2 separate regions of the Mus musculus genome follow, and region 1 is linked to region 2. Evidence: chromatin contacts called from public Hi-C data. All regions are on one chromosome and are shown on one strand. Each heading gives the region's core, a stretch centred on a gene start, on an enhancer-like site or on the middle of the called end of the contact. The rest is flanking DNA. Distances are from core to core; before and after follow the strand shown.

Region 1 (3,171 bases), core at 209-2,708, 430 kb before region 2:
ACTTTTTAAATATTTGAATTTAAGGACTTGGACTTTGACGTACAGGTCACACGACAACTTGAATCAGTACTATGTGTGTGCTGGGTCTCAAATTCAAGCTTGGCGGGCAGCACGCCCCTTTATCTGCTCAACAGCCTTGTCAGCCATGATATGACAAAATCCATAGATCTGTTTAAAAGTGAGCATGTTCTTAAGTTGTGTCTCCTACCTCCAGTACCTAGAGAGTCTGTTCTGTTGCATGGGCTTTCTCATGTAGGTTGTTATCTATGGTCTTATCTATGTAAAATGGGGGCTTTGCTGGTACAAGCATTCTATTAAGAACAGGGTGTGGTGGCACACGCCTTTAATCCCAGCACTCAGGAGGCAGAGGCAGGCGGATTTCTGAATTTGAGGCCAGCTTGGTTTACAGAGTGAGTTCCAGGACCAAAAAAAAGAAAAAGCAGCTGTATGGGTAAGTGTAGGCCGGGGCTCTGGTTTTACTTCGCAGGAGATTGTTTGAGAATCTGCTGGAGAAGTAGGGAAATTTCCCAAGGCAGAATCACCTGAACCCAGTTTAAGGACTAAACACACAATTCTGGCCCTGCTCTCATTGCTCCCAAGGTGAAGCTGTGCAAAGACTTCAGCCAGATACGTGAGTATACACATTTTTTTCTCATCCTGTAAAGGTATGAACATCTCTTTGGCCTCTTCCAATTTCCCAGGAAAATGGCCCCAAATGCTGGCTTTCTCTCAGAATATGTCTTTCCTCTGGTATACTGGCCTGTGTTCATCTTGCAATAGGATTCTTGTGTACAGATTTTCCAGCGATCTTTGCTGGGCTTTTGTGGTCTGTCCTCTAGGCTCCCGCTGTCAGAGGGAACTCTCACAACAAACTGTCCCTTTGGCTCTCAGAGCGCGTGTAGCACCTGCTTCTTACATCTCTTCTGCCGCCTCAGTTTAATGGACACTATCAAAGTTGTGTCCCTGAACACAACCACAATCTCAGAATCCTCCTTGGGAAGTATGACACATTCGGGGCCTGGTTTCTAGTTCTGAAAGCAACCTGGAAGCACTTGGGTTGGAATATCAGGTGTCTGCTGTGCTCAGATGGCTTTGGTAAAAGGCTGGGGACCAAACCAAAAACTGAAGGTATCCTGGGTAGCCAGAGCGACTAGCTGAGAGTAATGTGTACTTGGTGACCTCAGCTGTCCTTGCTGTTAAAAGCCACCATGACTCACCATGTGATCATCCTCCTCATATGACTCTCCGTTGGCAATGATTAGCCTGGATCAGAAACTCAGGCCTGTGGAGGCGGAGGGGAAAGTTTTAGAAAATGGCACTCTAGCCCTGTGAAGAAAAGCACAGTGACAAACATTGCAAAAGATGGGCGCTAACTGGAGTCAGTGACAGCCCTCTCTCCAAGGAAGATGCAAGTGGGATTCAGGGAAACCTAGCCACGGGCGAGCCTGCCAACTCCTGTAGCCTGGTTGTGTAACATCGCCCATCGCACTGGGTGTGTGCTGTAATGTGCTGATTTTTGCAGGACTCAATTAGTTTCACTTCATCAACTCAGCACCACTATTCACAGACTTGCTTCTTCCATTTAATTGGCTCAGTGTTGAAACTGACCAAAAAGTGATTTCTCTACTGATCCGGTTCTGTGTTCTTAAACTACCATATCCTGACACTGAAGCCTTAAGTCAGCTTGTGCAGATTGTGCCTCTGTTCAGTGGCCCACAGGCATGTCCTGGCATCTTGGCAAAACAAGGAATTGTCATCCCTCTGCCCTGAATCTGATGAAGGAACTTGTGAACCAAAGGAAGGCATATGGTAGATCATCATGAGACCTTAACAGAAGAAATCAAAATGGCAAATAAACAGAAACAAATGTAATATACACCAGGCTCACTAAGCATTGGAGAATGTCTAAAAATGGACTCTTATTGGTGGGTATTCAAATGGCTTGGCGTTAGTGTGATTTGAAGATACACATACCCTAGTTACAGTCAACATTCTTTGAAGTTGTCAAAAGAACACAAAATAGGGCTGAGAAGATGGCCTTGCATTTAAAAGACCTGCTACAGAAGCAGGAGAAGTGGGGTTCAGACCCCTAGAACCCATGTAAATGACATGTAGATGTAGCCACCGCCTGTTACCTCCAGTGGCTTTGGCTTCAGAAGTTCTGGGCTTGATTGAGAGAGCCTGCCCCAAAGCAGAATGCTGAGTGATGGAGGAAGAGTCCCAACATACAGCCCAGAGCTGCTACGTGGACATGCACACACACGTGCATACATGTGAAAAGAAAGAGGGGAATTGATAGTTGATGCTCACATAAAGGGAAAAAAGATGTTTCTTTAAAGAAAAATAATATCCAAAACATAATTGGCGTTAAGGAACCAAACAAGAATATGTATAGCGCATGCTGAAGGCCTGAGGCAGGTAAACCAGTATATATCATTTCAGGTTCTTGCAGCATCCACACAGTAAAAGGACCACTCACCTGAAGGGTGACAGTGCTCAGGGCAGAAGAGTAGGGAGGAGGGATGGGGACTGGGTGTGAACGGGACTCTTGGGAAGTGTGGAGAATATTCTGCTAGATGACTGTGATGTGTCAACATCATCCCACTGACAACTCTACCCTGCACCAAGAGCAAGGGAGGTGAGCCAGCCAATGGAACAGTCCAAGCCTTCCTCACTCCTGGAAACCAGTGCTGCTAGAGGATTCCTGACCAAAGTAGACTCTGGGAACGCTGACAAAAAACCCCAAAGGTCTACAGGGAGCAACAAGTGCCAGTCCAGGAAGCCATGTCCAGATGGTGGGAAATGGTACCCCACTTTTACTTACCCACCCCCACCCCCTGCAGTGCGGAGCAGAACAGAGCTCAGCTCCACTAATCTGTTTGGAGCTGCCTGGGGATCTAGGCTCCATCTTGCCTCTTACTCCCACGGGTAAGGCTGGGCAAGCTGTGGAAGGTGCAGGCAGTGCTCATGAGGCTGCCCCGGGGTTTGCCAGGACCAGATGTAAAGGGTGTGGAATTATGGGGAGGGTAATACAGCATCAACGATTCTAAGAACCTGGAGAGAAATTTTAGGGAATTTTAAGATTTACTCTGTGTGTCTGGGTGGTGATGCCCTTGCCCACAGAGGCCAGAAAGGGTATTGGGTGCCCTGGAGCTGAAGCTATTAGTGGTT
Region 2 (3,360 bases), core at 681-3,180:
GTGCTGCTGTGAAGGGGCCTGTCGGAGCTGTCAAAACAGCTCTTGGTTGGTTGTCAGCGGACACCGGGACGCTTAGCATAAAAAGCACAGGAGGGTTATGACCAGTAAAAATTAACCTGGAGAGCCAATTCCTAGTAGGGCTCATAGGGGAGGGCGCACCAGAAAAGCCTCTACCCTATGAGACAGGAAAAGGGGTAGAGGTGGGGGTAGATTCTGGAAGCTTGCTCTCCAGCAACCAAGCTAAATGGTTAGATTCAGAGAGAGACCTTGACTCAAAGGAAGAGGTTGGAGAGTGGTGGAGGAAGACCCCCAACTGGCCTCTGCATTTGGTGTGCACACAGATGAGCCAGTATTAATGCGTGTCACACATTGCATGGTTCTGTTAATATGAAATATTGTTATTATATTGTATTGGTTCATTGTCGTGTGTTGTTTGAAATTACTGAAAAGCTGGCCCAGGGAAGTGCTGTTGCCCCACCACCCAGTTTTAGACTCAAGCATGTTTGTCTTTAAAGTGTCCGCCGAGGTCTGGAGTTGCCCTTCTCCCGACTCTGTAACAGGGAAAGAAGAACAGCAAAGCAGCCTGGGAGTAAAATCATTACACACTTGGGAACGGGAGAAAGGGGAGCCATTTGCAACCAAAGTTACTATGTTTATCCCATGACATCAAAGTGCCTGATTCTAGGATAGGAAATAGAAGCTGTTCAGGTCAGCCAGGGAAGGTCAGCTACAGAGAGGAGGCTCAGTCCAGAACTCCAGCCCAAGCCTCAACTCTCCCAGCGGGTTTCTGCTGGATATTGTAAGCCTCTGAATTGATGGCATCAGCTCTCTGCTGCTCTTTGTTCTATTACCTGAACCCTCCCCGGAGAGACCCTCTGCTCTGCCCAGGCTTCTAACAGGTACCCCAGTTGACTTTTTAAAAAGTATTTTTATCTTAATGTGTTTGTATCTAGTATATGTCCACGCACCATGTATGTGCATGGGTCCTCGAGGTCAGAAAGAAGTGTCAGAGTTATTGATGGTTGTGAGCCAACATGGGAATGCTGAGCCATCTCTCCAGCCCCCAGCTGGCTGTCTTAAAGGTGTTTGGTCAGTCCATTTCTGATGGATATTCGTAAGCCCCTGATTTGGTGATGTTACCTTCCTGTCTGTCCATCCATCTATGTATCAATATTTATTCTTTTATTTTTACTTGCTATATACACAATCAGTTCAGTCATTCAAACACAAAAACCCATCTACCACACAGTCCATTCTTCAGATCACACAGCACAGAGAGATCATAAAGACTACTAAAGAGTTGGAGAGATGGCTCAGCGGTTAACAACACTGACTGCTCTTCCAGAGGTCCTGAGTTCAATTCCCAGCAAGCACACAGTGGCTCACAAACATCTGTGATGGGATCTGACAGCCTCTTCTGGTGTGTCTGAAGACAGCTGTAATGTACTCATATACATAAAATAAATAAATCGTTTTTTATTTTTGTTTTTTTCGAGACAGGGTTTCTCTGTGTAGCCCTGGCTGTCCTGGAACTCACTCTGTGGACCAGGCTGGCCTTGAACTCAGAAATCCACTTGCCTCTGCCTCCCACCACACTTGGTAGAAAAAAAAAAACTATTAAAAGGACTTTATTTGACGCCGGGCATGGTGGCGCATGCCTTTAATCCAAGCACTTGGGAGCGACCATCCCTGACGCTGCGATCTGCTTCCAGTCCCTCATTTGGGATGACAGCTGTTCTGCGGCAGATACCATCCGCCCCACTCCACCCCTTGTTTGACATGTGAAGCGTTGGTGTACTTCTTGGTTCAGTGCCAAGGGTTTTCCCTTCCTGGATTTTTCCCATGTGGGTGATTGCTTCGCTCTCCACAAACGGTGCTGGTATTAGCTCATGACGGGTCCTTCTATTGACATGACTCAACAAGCGGAGATTAAAAATAACACTCGGGTCGGGGTTATTTCATGCTGCTGAAACAGCTGGATCAGCATAGTTCCCAGGGAAACAAGAGGCACTGTTCAAACAACCTCAGGACCTGGAAGAGGGTCACATGGCAGCTTGTGTGAATAGAGAAGCCTTCCCACATGGCGGGAAGACTGCGTGGGGAGGAAATGCGGACGCACAACACACAGAGAGTGCATGTGTTGCGCATGCGTACACTGCGTATGTAAATGATGACTGCAGGTACACTTGGGGGTTGAGTCCATTGGTGGAAATGACTCCTTACAGCCTCGTGTTCGGGAAGGAGGTGAGCCCAGAGGCATGTTCTGCTAAGAAGCAGTGTTCCCTCCCTGGTGGAGAGTCCCTATCATGTCACCAAGTCCCACTTGACATGAAGGGAAGCTTGACCTGCTGCCTGCTACACTGCTTTGCGCATGAGCTAATGTCAACCCTCAGAGGCAGGGGAGAGCTCATGACACAGTCTGTCCTGTGTCCTGTGGGTCCTGTCTGAGGAAGAATGTACTGGCTTCAGTGCTGCTATAGGTGGCTTGTGTGTCCCTTTACCTGTATGCTGGAGGCTTGGTCCCACAGTGGCTTGGGTGGGAAGCAATGTAAGGAGGTGGGGCTTGATGGGACCTTGGGCCATCACAGGTGTGCTTTTTTATTTTAATTACACTTATTTTTTGTTTATTTATGGTGTGGAGGCACACAAGCGAAGGTCCGAGGACAACTGGGTTGGTTGGGTTCCTCCTTCCACTCCGAGAACCTGAGTCCCATTCCCATGAGATAGAAGAAAATCGACTCCCATAAGCTGTCTTCTGATCTCCACAGACATGTGCATACACACACCTGGAGACATATGTACACACACATACACACTAAATAAATAAGCAAATCTTTTTTAATAGTTAGAGGATGGAAATATTTAATGAGTAGAAGAAATCTCTCTCTCTCTTTTTAAAGGTTATTTATTGTATGTACGTGAGTACACTGTCCTTGTCTTCAGACACACCAAAAGAGGGCATCAGATCCCATTACAGATGGTTGTGAGCCATCATGTGTTGCTGGGAATTGAACTCAGGACCTCTGGAAGAGCAGCCAGTGCTCTTAATCACCAAGCTATCTCTCCATCCCGAGAAGAAATCTTTTAACAAGTTTCACTTGTGCAAACTCTAGGCCTCAACGCTCCTCCTCTGGCCATAAAAATGTGACTGTCCTTGCAACTCAGGGAGGGAATCTCCCATAAAGGGCTTCTCCATCCTGTTTTCGGGAAGAAAAGACAGTGTTGAGGCGTTCTTTCTTGCGTCGGCTACTCTTCAGGGGTGTTCTTTAAACTTAGAATAATCCGTACACCAAAGTGGCACGTCGGGGGATTGCACAACTGTCTATGTGCTTAGCTCATTTGGCAGCAGGGTCTTCTCTC

What was found. Hi-C and Micro-C count contacts between places; a contact is called where the count stands out from the background.
Region 1: a contact with region 2 is called in a Hi-C map of muscle stem cells, with 2.1 times the contacts expected there. The contact joins two enhancer-like sites. A contact is called at or near these places in 13 of 484 Hi-C or Micro-C datasets (the C10 cell line, the G1E-ER4 cell line, cerebellar granule neurons and 9 more).

What each region holds. Positions count from the first base shown.
Region 1 is chr9:115,234,743-115,237,913 of GRCm38.p6, reverse strand. No RefSeq gene overlaps it. Among named protein-coding and RNA genes, the nearest start is that of Gm26962, 36 kb to the right of the region's middle. Within about 2 kb of position 1,458, at least 75 of the 459 cell types and tissues checked have an H3K27ac peak or open chromatin away from gene starts, as enhancers often do. A contact at or near this core is called in muscle stem cells, where this site is marked.
Region 2 is chr9:114,803,966-114,807,325 of GRCm38.p6, reverse strand. All of the region lies in intron 1 of Cmtm8 (CKLF-like MARVEL transmembrane domain containing 8), which reads left to right. Among named protein-coding and RNA genes, the nearest start is that of Cmtm7, 24 kb to the right of the region's middle. Within about 2 kb of position 1,930, at least 47 of the 459 cell types and tissues checked have an H3K27ac peak or open chromatin away from gene starts, as enhancers often do. A contact at or near this core is called in muscle stem cells, where this site is marked.